Regions from separate parts of the Gossypium arboreum genome. Here region 1 is linked to region 2. The links are chromatin contacts, called in public Hi-C maps. All regions are on one chromosome and are shown on one strand. Each heading gives the region's core, a stretch centred on a gene start, on an enhancer-like site or on the middle of the called end of the contact. The rest is flanking DNA. Distances are from core to core; before and after follow the strand shown.

Region 1 (6,111 bases), core at 2,158-4,657, 140 kb before region 2:
TTTTTGCAGGCAATCTTTTTACAAGCAAATGAGGTGATGGAGTTAGTGGGGTGATTTAGTGGGATGGAATTAATGGGGTGGTTTAATAGTTGGTTTAGTAGGGTGTTAATTAAACTGTTAATTTATTTAGTGTTTTGAGCTCTGCTTGTTGAGCCTGGACAAAATTTGGGTTTTACTGTTACCTTTTGAATATCTTCTCTCGGGATAGGCTCCAAATATTCAAGAGGGGTCTACATAAACAATCATAAGGGAAAAAGAATATTTCAAAGGTTTTAGCAGAAAGAATGACAAATTAGTTTAGAAGAAAACGAAATGACATTAGTCCAGACCTTTGTTTTGTCACGTACAACAAACAGTTGCGTTGTTTTCCGGGGGCTGAATAAACGCATCATAACCTAGATTAAAACAGCAACAAGACTATCAAGCACAATATAAAGCAGAAATCCAGACGACAACAGGATTAAGTACACACTAGTACCTGAAAAACTGTTTTCAGAAGTGGTTTGTTGGCAGCCTGCTCCCGACCAATATCATGACACCACCTATATCAATATCCAATATATGATTAATATCTAGCTTTATTTCTCGGATCCTCTCCCAAAAAAAAAAAAAAAAAGGTGTCATCAGATCCTGATAAAAGCCAAACGCCCAAACCCACACCTGACCATTGAAATGCACCAAAAGAATATTAAAGAATGGATGAAAACAATGATGTAAGAACTATGATTTATTTCGATAGATCAAATTTTAGAAATTGTGCTATATTCCTAATGATTCTAAAGATTTCATATTATAACATTATTTATTTTTAGTTCTAGTTTATTTGAGATCAAAACTAGAAAAGGAAAAATAACACCCCCACCAGAGCCATTAGAGAGGAATGGAGGCAACAGACATTCATCTCTACTGCTAGAATTTGGGCAACTCACTCAGGCCAATCAATTTATGTTTGGGTACGCACGATATTGAAAATTTTACGCTTCACACATCCTCGGAGAAAGTTTTTAAAAGGTCCATGTTTTGTTCATCCAGTATACACAATTCAAATACCAAGAATCCAAAAAAAATAAAATGCAAAGACAGGCTAAAAGGATATTTAGTGTTCTAATAAAATCCTGAAACAAGAGCAGTACAACTCTTTCACTTTTGAGACAACAGACCCTTTATTCTTTTCACTCAGGCTAAAAGGATATGTAGTGTTCTAATAAAATTCTGAAACAAATGCAGTACGACTGACTGTTTCACTTTTGAGACAACAGACCCTTTATTATTTTCACTCACTAGAAAGTCCAATGCTGGTTCATTGCAAAAATTTCTCCAGGTTACATAGTTTGAGTGCTGTAAGCTCCAATAAAATGCACATAACCATCAAATGCATGAGGCAATAACGGTTCTATTTAGATAATTACATGTTTATTAGCACAATATCAGCAATGGCCAAAGCAAAAAGGGCACTTTGTTTCTCAAATGTAGTGTCATCCTGGAAATGGGGGGAAAAAATCAGTGAACAAATAGTAACAAAGAAATGCACCTGATGAGACAGAAATGAACAAAACTATTATTTAGTTGGCATTTTTTAAGTAACCATTCATATATTGAAGTGTCCATTGTAAAACCAGAACACCAATATGCTTCCAAGTCAGTCTGTATTCATGTGTGTTGGTTTCTGGGAGGGTGAGTTCAGGGACTAAGGCGATGCACAGCAAATAGGAATTGAGATATACATTCAGTTAACCCCCCAAGCCAGTATAGATGTAGACAAACATATATTGCCAAAACAAAACAAACTCTGAGGAAATTTAACACCATCAATTTGATACAAACTTCATTGTTACTGATAGAGCCTTCTCCATCCCACCATCCCCCCAAAAAAAAAAAAAAAAGAAAAGATGAAACAACTTTAAAGCCCTTTTTATCTTCAACAACCAAAATTATTTTAAAAAGGCTAGTTACCTCGCCTCTTTCTCTTCCATCAGTACCTTCCAAATCCATGGCAACCGTGAAAGGATCTATGCCAACACAGTTTGCAATCCAAATACCCTTGGTAGTTTGACTCCTGCAATGAAATTATGTCCGTTAGCATATAGTGAAAAAGAAGAAGCAGAAAATGTACATAAGAGAGAAATAAGACAGATGTAATATTTATTCCTTTTGAAGCCATAAAATATGAAAAATTAAAGAACAAACCTTCCTCTGAATGCATCCATCTCCCTAAAATTTGTCTGGAAAAGATGATTTAACAGGTTGCTCTTCCCTATCAAATAAAGATAAAGCCTTTTAGCCTACAAGACACATAGATAGCGAAAGAGTTAAAACAACATGCTGGCGTCCCCTATAAACCACGTGCCTATGGGATTAGTAATGAAACTAAACTTCAGAGAAAAATCAAGAATTTAACAGTCATGCATAAAAAATTTATAAAGCAAGGATTAATGGTAATCACTACATTAATATTCAAGCATTAGCCATTCAAAACGTTTAGCTGAAATTTTCTTATAAAATCCACTAAATTTCACTTGTCTAAATTACACACCATGAGAAAGTCACGGCACGAAAATTTTGAATGAAAAGATTTTCTTACAGAGATTGTAAAGCCGAATTCAAACAAACACAGTCAATCAGCTTCACTCAAAATTTGGTATCAATTTAGAGTTAACAGAAGAGAACCCAGTATAGTAGAGAAACTCGATTTGCTCGCCTAAATTAAGTAATCGATTAACTGAAAATTTAACTAAAATAAATGTTGAAAAATATATTATTTTACTAGAATTTAAATAATAACTAATCCAAGAAACTTCGAAGATCTAAAAATCGACATGCAGGAATCAGAGAAACAAAACGTAAAAAGGAAGCGAAGGTTGAAAGGAACGGAAACGAGACGCACCGCTACTTTGGGGGCCCATGATAGCTACGACGGCATAAGAGAGGCCACAGTTAGTGAGCTTAGTGGTCCGAATGAAGTTGTCGAGTCCAACTACATTGAACTCTCCTTCTCCATCTATCAATTGAGTGGAGCAACAGTGGTCTATTTCCGCCATCCGCGAAACCGGATCAAGGATTCCCCAAAAAAAAATTCAAAGATAGGTCTCTAAACACAGAGTGAAAGGAAGCAAAGTAGGTCTACGTTCTCCTTATTTTATTTTATTAAACACAGAGATATATCGAAGGAAAATGGGTAGAAAAGGTGATGCGTAGAGTTGATGGATCCAAAGAGAAACATCCGCCTTGTCTGTGACCAGAGATTACAGTCCCTCGGTTTGCGATAATTTCTTTTTGTTTTTCTTTTCTTAACCTTTTGTAATAATGGAAATCTATTTTGAATAATTATCACTCTAATAATGGAAATCTTAATTGGGTTTCATTTGGTGTAATTTGGATTGGAGATTTCGGTCAATCTAATATATACCGGAAAATTGGATTGGAGATTTCGGTCAATCTAATATATACCGGAAAATTCTATGACAACATATTTAAAGTATAGAAGTATTATCTTTTTAAAAGAAAAAATACGTATTACAATGAGCTAAACTAGGCCAAAAGCGTTGCTATTAATATCAGATGCCAATAAATGTAAGAGATCCCCGGGAACCACCTCGAATAGTTGAACGTTATGGTCCTTATCAGACGTTATTTTAGTTAGCGAATCCGTAACTCTATTCTCCTCCCTTGAAACGTACCTAATTCTCTAATATTCGATCGAATAAAGTATTTAAAGAATCCTCCTTACCAAGGTTGAAGACGAATTTATTGGCCGGCTTTCTTGAATGATTTTGACCACTTCTAAGTTATCAAATTGAATAAACACTCTATCCAGACCCCGTTTTTGTACAAGAGTAAGCCATCTAAAATCTCTCAAAGCTCTGTTTCAAACACTAAACAAACTTCAAATAATGATTATAACCCAAGATCCAATCACCATTTAGTTCCCACAACACCCCCGATAGAAGCTATGTTAGAAACCAAATTAAACACCCCATTAGTATTAAAAAAAGCAACAATTACTTGACAATGGTAGATGTGACTCAATTCCTTGCTGACTAATTGAGGTTTTCTTGTGCACCAAGATATATTGTTTCTCCCAACTAATCGATGATTTAACAATTACAAAGGTGTACCAAGATAGACTCTAGAAGATGAATAAATTTCTATTTTTCTAGATTCGCCAAACAAGCAACCTAAAAAGAGTGACCCAACTAACCCCCCACATTAGATAAAACATAAGTTATCGTTTAAATTATATTCCAACCATTCAGCTAAGTTTTTGGAGAAAAACCTGGAATGTTGGCCAAAGGCCACAACCTGAAGCCGATGCAACTGGACAATCTCTAAGCACATGTAAAACATCTTCCTTCCCATGCTGACAAAACAAACAAGAGTCATCGTGACCAATTCCCCTCCTTACTCTTTCATCATTAGTAAAAAGTATTTGTTTAAAAGCAAGCCAAAAAAAGAAACGGACTCGTTGCGGCCCTTGATACTTCAAAACGATTTTCTAATGCCTGTCTTTGGGATGCTAGAATCTCTCCCTGATAGTCCAATAAGCACTCTTTATTGAAAACGATCCCATCGAATTGTTTAGCCACACTAAACGATCTAACCACGCATCTGGATGAGGCAAAGGAATACTCACAATTCTTTTAATGCAATATTCCGAAATCTATACCCTGAAAAGGTCAAGGTCCCATGATCCCTCAACTATTATCATTTCACTAAGCCGACAATCAAACATAATATTTTCAAAAAAAGTGATTTGTTTAATCAATGGCCCTAAATGAGGAACCTAGGAGTCTTTCCAACACCAAATAGATCTACCATTCCCCAATGACCAAACAATATTCTCAAGCAGTAAAGGTCATACCTTAGCAAGAGCCCTCTAAAGAAAGAAGCATCTCCCTCGCGCAATATTCTCCAACAGTCTCGCTTTCATATCGTGTTTAGATCTAAGAACACGAACTCATGAAGTTTTATCTTTTCTTAGTAGCACAAACCCTATCTTCATAAAAAAAGCCTTATTTTGGTCACTTAAGTGGCTAATGCCGAGACCTCTATAAGAGCATGGCTGGCATATAGACTCCAAATTAACTAAGGCCATCTTCCTTGAACCATTAGAAGATCCCTAAAGTTCCTAACAATGTACTCAATCTCCTCATAGATACTGTAACACCCCAAATGCAGTCCGATGAATCAGACCAGAATCTTAGGTGCTACCACACAAATACAGTGTACTTAAGCTTAATTATTTGAATTACAAATGATTCCAGCTACTAGATTTCAATCTTTTTAATAAAATACAAAAGTGTAAACAATGAGGAAATTCAAATAGTATACATAGAGAATTTAATTACAATTAGAATTGAATTGATACCCTAGTCTACATAGTTATTCCCCTCGATTGAAATTTCCATAATTATCAGCTCAGACTCGATTTCGCCATCAAGCTCGCTCTGTATGCATAATAGCCTAATATGCCACTTCTTTGGCGTAGCCTAGCGTTATCCTTCCAGGCAAAGACCCTTAAACCCATTTAAAACATAACATGCAAAGATAAGTTCAACAAAACTTATTGAGGTAAACACTATTTACCTGAATCATACTTGCACACCGCATTTAATATTTCAAGAACCATCTTGTTGCTCTTATTCTTCATCGAGTTTCTAATAAAAGCTACCTCTACTTCCATTTCTTTATTCACGTTCGTTACCATACCTTACTCTAAGACCATTTCCTTCTCTTCAGTGCCTTTGAGACCTTACCTACATTATCCATTCACTAAGCTATAACTTCCTCAAACTTCAGGAAGAGACCCATACACAGGTAATCGATGCTTCCTTTCAAGCGTATCATGTTTACGTTAATTTTTGATTACCTCACTATATCTCTTAATTTCAATCTTTGTATAAATCTTAATCATATCAAGTACCTTACCATAATACCCAAGATACATTTTGAGCTTACTGATCTCATTGTTTGCATTTAGGAGCAGTAAGAAATATGTCTATTATTTAGTATAGAGTTTGCCACAAAAAGCGTCCTTCATGGTTAAATTCTTGGGAGCCTTTCTAGAATACACCACAGGTGTAGCCTATTCTATGTATGTCGTGAAAACTTTCT
Region 2 (6,370 bases), core at 35-2,534:
GCGTACCAATTTAAATCATTGGAATTTGTGCTGACCCGTCAAAATTACTACTTAAAAAACTGAAATCTACTATTTATGTACGGGCAATGATGCATGTGAGCAAGGCAAGCTAGAGAGAGGGAGAGAGTACCTACTGTGGGCAATGGCTGAGCATACGAAAAAGGTGGTTGTAATAGTGGTGTAGGAGCAGCTGTCGGTAGCGGAAGTTGCGGCGGTGCTGTTAGAGGTAATGGAACTGCAGCTGGAATAGGTGGAAGTTGATGTTGCAATATAGGAGGCAGTTGCACGCTAGTAATTGGTCTATCCATAACATCCGGTATGTTGGGAATGGGAAGTGAGCCACTAGCAGTGGCAGTAGCAAGCAGAACCACCCTTTGACCTCCTTTCTTATCCACCACCTCCTCCAAACACTCAGATATCTGGCGCAGCATGTTAGTAGGCAAGTTCTTTTCTTTTCTTTCATTCTTCTCCATTTCCCAATAAGATCCTTGGTTATCCCCAGCTCCAGCTGTTCTCCTTTGGTACTCTCTCACTTTCTTGTAGTCCCTCATGAGATTATCCCACTTGTCATTGCACTGGTTTTGGCTCCTCAAACACCCTCTACTCCAACAATAATCTTCTACCCATTTCCATCTCAGCTCTGTTGGTTTGCCCTTCCCTTCACCCTCCCAGCTTTTCTTCATTCTTCTCTCATCATCCATCTTCTTTGCCTCAATCAATACCATTGTTTCATTAACAGTCCAGTTCCCTTTCCTATATTCCCTCATTCCAATGTTGTTACCACCTTGATCAGCCATCGCCAAAGTGCCTGCAACACCCTAAAATAACATAGGGAGAGAGAGAGGAAAGAGAAGCTGGAGCTAGATATTAACCCTTTTTACAAGAATGAAACTTAGGCCAAGGAATTAACGTGAGTTCAAGTCAACCTAAAGAAAATGATCAGTGACTAGATAAACATAAAGAGATTATGCTGTTTCATGGTTTTGGCGATTTCTAGAAGAGAATTAAATGTATTCTTATATTATGAAAAAGAAAAGGAGAGAACCAGCAAAAGCCATTCAAATTATCAAATGAAATCTTCTAAGTTTAAAGTCGAAATCTAAAACTACTTATTCAAACCACTGCCTCCCTACAAAGTGAGAGAGAGAGAGAGAGAGAGAGAGATCTAACTACCATTAATTATAACAAAAGGCCAAGCATATCCACTCAAACTGACACAACAATGAACCCCTAAAAAAAATTTTCAGAGAGAGAAAGAGGAGAGAGAGGGTTGTTTTTCTAGGAAAGGGTAGACAATTAGGGATAGAGAAAAAGATATATACTGTGGGGGGAGAGTGTTCACCACCATGTAAGCCCTGTGGCAAAAGTGATTAAGGGTGAGTTTGGATAGGCTTTGTGTTTAACTGCGATTAGTGTAAAAATAGTGATGGCGGTGAGATTAAATACTATAGCGATACTGCAGCGTGAGATAAAAAATAAGTTAAACACACTGCACCGCAGTCAATCGCCCATCCAAACGAAGCCTAAGCCACCAATCATCACTCAACTTTTCAACTACATCTATATCTTTCTTCCCTACAATTTAAAGTAATGAAAAAATAATTAAACACACATTTTAACAACTTTACAAACCTTCTCAGACAACACGTACTTACATGCCTCAAAGGAATTCTCCTACTTTTTAAAGTAATTTATGTCCATGTCGCATTTGACTTTAAACTTCACTGAAAAGTAAATTCGAACACAAGATTGACTTGTCCACTTTTTTTTTTTTCAAAAATAAAAAGGCACCTGCAATATTAATATGATATGTTCATAGTGATCAATAAGATACAGGCAATGAGGCAATGAATAACAAGCGTGGCGTTATATTTCCTGTAAACAAGATCAGACAAGAGAGATCTACATTAAAAGACTAAACAAATCGGCAAACAACACCCTAATCATTTGGTTAGGCTTCTTAAATAAGTCCCACGCCATGCAAAGAAATAGCTAAGAGAAACGAGTAGCAGAATGTGTCACATGGTAACGTTGGGGGGATTATTACATAAAACACCCTTTCAAGGGTTTGGTGGTTTGGACAATGCAATTTAATTATAAGACGAAGGGAAACAGTTTTGGTCTTTTGGGGATAACAAAGATGTCAATTTCGTCTTTTAAGGCAAGACATTTAAAGGCTTCAGTGCCACATCAGCAACCCTTTTCTTTGCTTTTCATTTGTCTGCCAGCTAGGACCGGAAAATGTGGTAGAAAAACTTCTGCCATGGGGTCACTTTGACTAGGGTTTTGACCAAAGAGAGGACCATCCATGGGGTCTCATGACTAGTCCTTTCGTTCCAAGTTTTTGGCTCGCTCTTTTCACTTTACCTGTACAAAACCAACCTATATAAATCCTTGAAGTAGCGTTTTTATTTTAAATTTTAGATTAATTTAAAAACAATATATTGAATAATAAAATATTTAAAAATGGAATATTTATGATAAATTTTCAAATGCATAAATTTCTTAATCGCTATTTGAATTTGAAAATTTGAAAATATTGAATTTAACAAATCCTATTTTTATACTTTTCATATAATTTTCTTTGAAGCTTAAACACATAAATCTCAATCAATTTCTCAAAACATATGCACTTTTTTAGACTATAATATAAAGAAGGATAAATATGTAAGTTGTCAAGCACTATCAACTTTATTTGATTCAGTGTGGGATTACTCCTTACACTATCAATTAATAAAAATCAAGCTTAGGGATCAAGCATAAGGTCATGACGTATTATTCCTCTCTCATCTTTTATCTTTTTCACTAAAAGTCTTTATAACGATAGATCCTTAATTGACTTAAGCTTCAATGAGTGATCAGAGTGTCAACTTTGATATACCTTAGCTTATCATTTAGTCTTGTAGATCAAGTCAAGCCTCTCGAAGCACCTTAACAAGCCCGATCCACACCAACTTAAAGAAAACTTTACGTTTTGGCGCTGTCTGGCGAAACCTAGCAAAAATCCATAGCTCAATCTTTTTAACTTCTCAAGTTTCGATTTTTTTCCAAGTTTTTGTCAAGCTCTAACTTTTTTCATTGGAGATTTCATAAAGTTTCGATTTTGAGTTCTTTTTTTTGCAACTTCCTCCACTCTTGCTTTTGTAAAGTTTCCATCTTTAGATTTTTTGGAGCCTCCTCCATTTTTGGTTTCTTAAAACTTCTATCTTTGTGTTCCATAAAGTTTCCCAAATACATTTATCTCCATTTTTTATTTAGTTATTGTAACAGTCTGATTTAGACCCTAATCGGAACGGTAGTTTCGAGACTACAAATTCGAGATAGAAAAATATTTAAATATTATTTTTCGTGTTTATTATATGTGAATTTGCATGTGTGAAAATTTTGTATGAAAATTTGATTGTTTGTGTGTTTAATTAAATAAAAGAGCTTAATCGCGTAAAATAAAAACTTGATAGTTTAAACTATAAGATTGAAATGTTAGTGGCTTTTAAATATGGGGAATTTATATTGCAATTTTTCCTTTTAATATTAGCATGGACGGCTATGACCTTTATATATAATGGTTTTGTATTAATTAATAAAGGTTAATTTGGTAACTTATGAAATATTACATAATATATCATAACATAAATATATAAAATAAAGTTTCATATTACCTTGCTATTGCTGAAAATAAAAGAAGAAAGAAAGGAATAAGAAATTAGGTATTCGGCCATTGTTGATTCAATTTTAAGGTATGTTTTGTTTCGGTTTTTGATAATTTTTACGTTTTTGAGATCGTTGCTTCGAATACTACCCGGCCCATGCTCAAATTTTTGATTTCGTTGAATATTGTGTTATGCCATTAATGAATATTTGTGTTTTGTGATGTTTGATGATGAAATATCAAAAATATGTTTTAGATTAACATGTTTTGTATTGGAATTTTTAATGATTTTGAGTTATTAGGACTAAATTGCAAAAATAATAAATTGAGGGATTAAAATGTGAAATAGATGAAATATATGGACTAGTATGGTTATATGGAAAATTTGGCCCAACTACATTGTTGTGAGATTTTGTTTATTTTGTGTTTTGTGCAATTAGGACTAATTTGTAAAAGTATGAAATATCAGACGTAAAATGGTAATTTTCCCATTTATGTGTTGTTGGATTAAATTAAGTGAAATTATGTTTAAATGAGGTTAATTTGAAATTATATAGATCAAGAACAAAGGAAATCGGACTTGGATCGGGGAAAAATAAAAAATAGTCGAATAGTCGATTTGTAACGTCCGTTGATATCCGAGGTAAGTCTTTAAGCAATTAAACATGGTTCATTTTGAACATAGAATATTTTACTATGATGATTCAAATTTTATAATCTATTAGTATATTAGCCGAACGTGATATATCAAAGATTTAATGTGGTTGAGTTTTATTCGACTGATTTAAAACTCCTGAAAGTGTGTATGTGTTACATGGAATATTGGACTATTCGATATATGAAAAGTTGTGGAATGATTCTATAATTGGGATATTCGGGCTTTGAGCCTAGCAAGCCTTGTACTGGTGACATTAATCGGGCTTTGTGCCTAGCAGGCTTATTGCCGGTGAATAAATATCAGACCTTGGGTCTAGTAGGCCTTGTGCCGGTGTGTGATTCAGGCTTATGCCTAGTAGGTTTTGTACCGGTGATTTATTTTCAAGTCTATGATTATAAGAGTTCAAGTTATTGTGGATATTGACCAAATGAAATTGAGTTAAACTACATTGTATATGTTCGGCCACATAGGTAAGTACATGTAAGCTTATATTGAACTGGTATATTCGACTGCATGTGAGGTTACATTGAATTTTAATATTTGATTACATGTGAGCTTATATTGAATTTATATACTCGGTTATATGTGAAATTATCTTGAATGTGCATATTCGGCCATATGTAATGTTCTTTTGAATTTGAACTATAGGTTACATGTGATATTTTATTTAACTTGTGTATTCGGCTCTACATGTAAGTGTCTATATGATGATATAATTGATCTTGTATAATCGGCTGTATAAGAAATATTTATGTGGCGTTATATAATTGATTCTGAACATTCGGCCAAGGTATCTTAATATGTTAAAGTATACCATTATTGATATAATTTGGTTAGTTTGAATGTTTTTGATTATTCGGTGAGTTGTTTAATTTACCTAAGGCTTACTAAGCTAAGTTAGCTTACTCTGTGTGTGTTTTTGTTACTCTGTTTTATAGATTTTAGTTGTGAGTTTCGAGCTCGGGGATCGTTATCGAAGTCATCCACACTATCGTTAACTTTCGGTACTTTTAAAAGTCTATTTTCAAACTTATGGCATGTATAGGCTAATAAGTATTTTTTTAAATTGTGGATATGTATAAACTTAGCCATGCGAATATGGCTTAACTTTAAAGTTTGGATGTGGTTATGTTTAGTAATGGTTTATTCTGTTTTGATTTTAATGTTATGTGAAATGAATGAAAAGTATATGCGATTGGTGATATATGTTTTGGAAATAGCTTGAAAATGGTTTATTAAACTTGGTTGTGATTGATAATTCGATTATGGTACATGTTCAGTTAATTATAAACATAAGTTTATATAATAAGCTCGTTTAGGTTATATTTTGATATTCATGATATAGGGTATGTTTTGTTGTTATGAAAAGAACTTAGTTAAGTTTGCATGTAAAGTGTATGTGTATTTAAAGTGATTAGTTGTTTGATATAGATTGTAAGTGAGATAAAGATATTTACCAAATGAGTAATGACTTGTGTAATAATGCACTATGGGAATTATATGAATTTTAGCAAGATGTTAATTATATGTATATATATATTACATGTACATGTTTGTGTATTCAAATGATGCTTGCCATAATGGTTTGGTTTATAATGAAAGTATATGCGTGTATATATATATATTTGCTAATGAAAAATGTGATTATTTGAATGGTATGGATTCGGTTAAAGTTGAAGTATGATTCGTCAATGTAATATGATTATTAATGTGTGTTTAATAATTAATTGGCAATATGCTTTATATATATAAATATAATTTGTTTGAATATGTGAACGTTCGAAATTATGTTTTTGTTCAGTAATGCCTCATAACCTAGTTTAGCGACGGATATGGGTTAGGGTTGTTACAGTTATCGTAGGTTTCTCTATTTTTTGATTTCTTAAAGCATCCATATTTGGGTTCCATAATTGTAATCGAAAAATTCAATTTGAATTGGATTTCTTAAACCTAGTCATTTCGAGAAGTTTAACAAAGGATTTTCGAGAGTAGGTACGGTGATTGTTAGAGATTATTAGATTTTAATTAGTTGTTAATTAGAATTAATGTGGGATTAATTTAGT

The links. Hi-C and Micro-C count contacts between places; a contact is called where the count stands out from the background.
Region 1: a contact with region 2 is called in a Hi-C map of leaf, with 2.3 times the contacts expected there. The contact joins the promoter of LOC108476603 here to the promoter of LOC108478878 in region 2. A contact is called at or near these places in 2 of 5 Hi-C or Micro-C datasets (both in leaf).

Annotation. Positions count from the first base shown.
Region 1 is chr6:19,794,089-19,800,199 of ASM2569848v2, reverse strand. LOC108476603 (protein ROOT HAIR DEFECTIVE 3 homolog 2-like) reads right to left here and starts at 3,407. Exons shown (of 7, transcript XM_053029916.1): 1 at 2,885-3,407; 2 at 2,188-2,254; 3 at 1,954-2,056; 4 at 1,410-1,480; 5 at 479-542; 6 at 330-395. The coding sequence starts at 3,038.
Region 2 is chr6:19,656,241-19,662,610 of ASM2569848v2, reverse strand. It overlaps LOC108478878, which reads right to left and starts at 1,284. Exons shown (of 2, transcript XM_017781335.2): 1 at 131-1,284. The coding sequence starts at 797.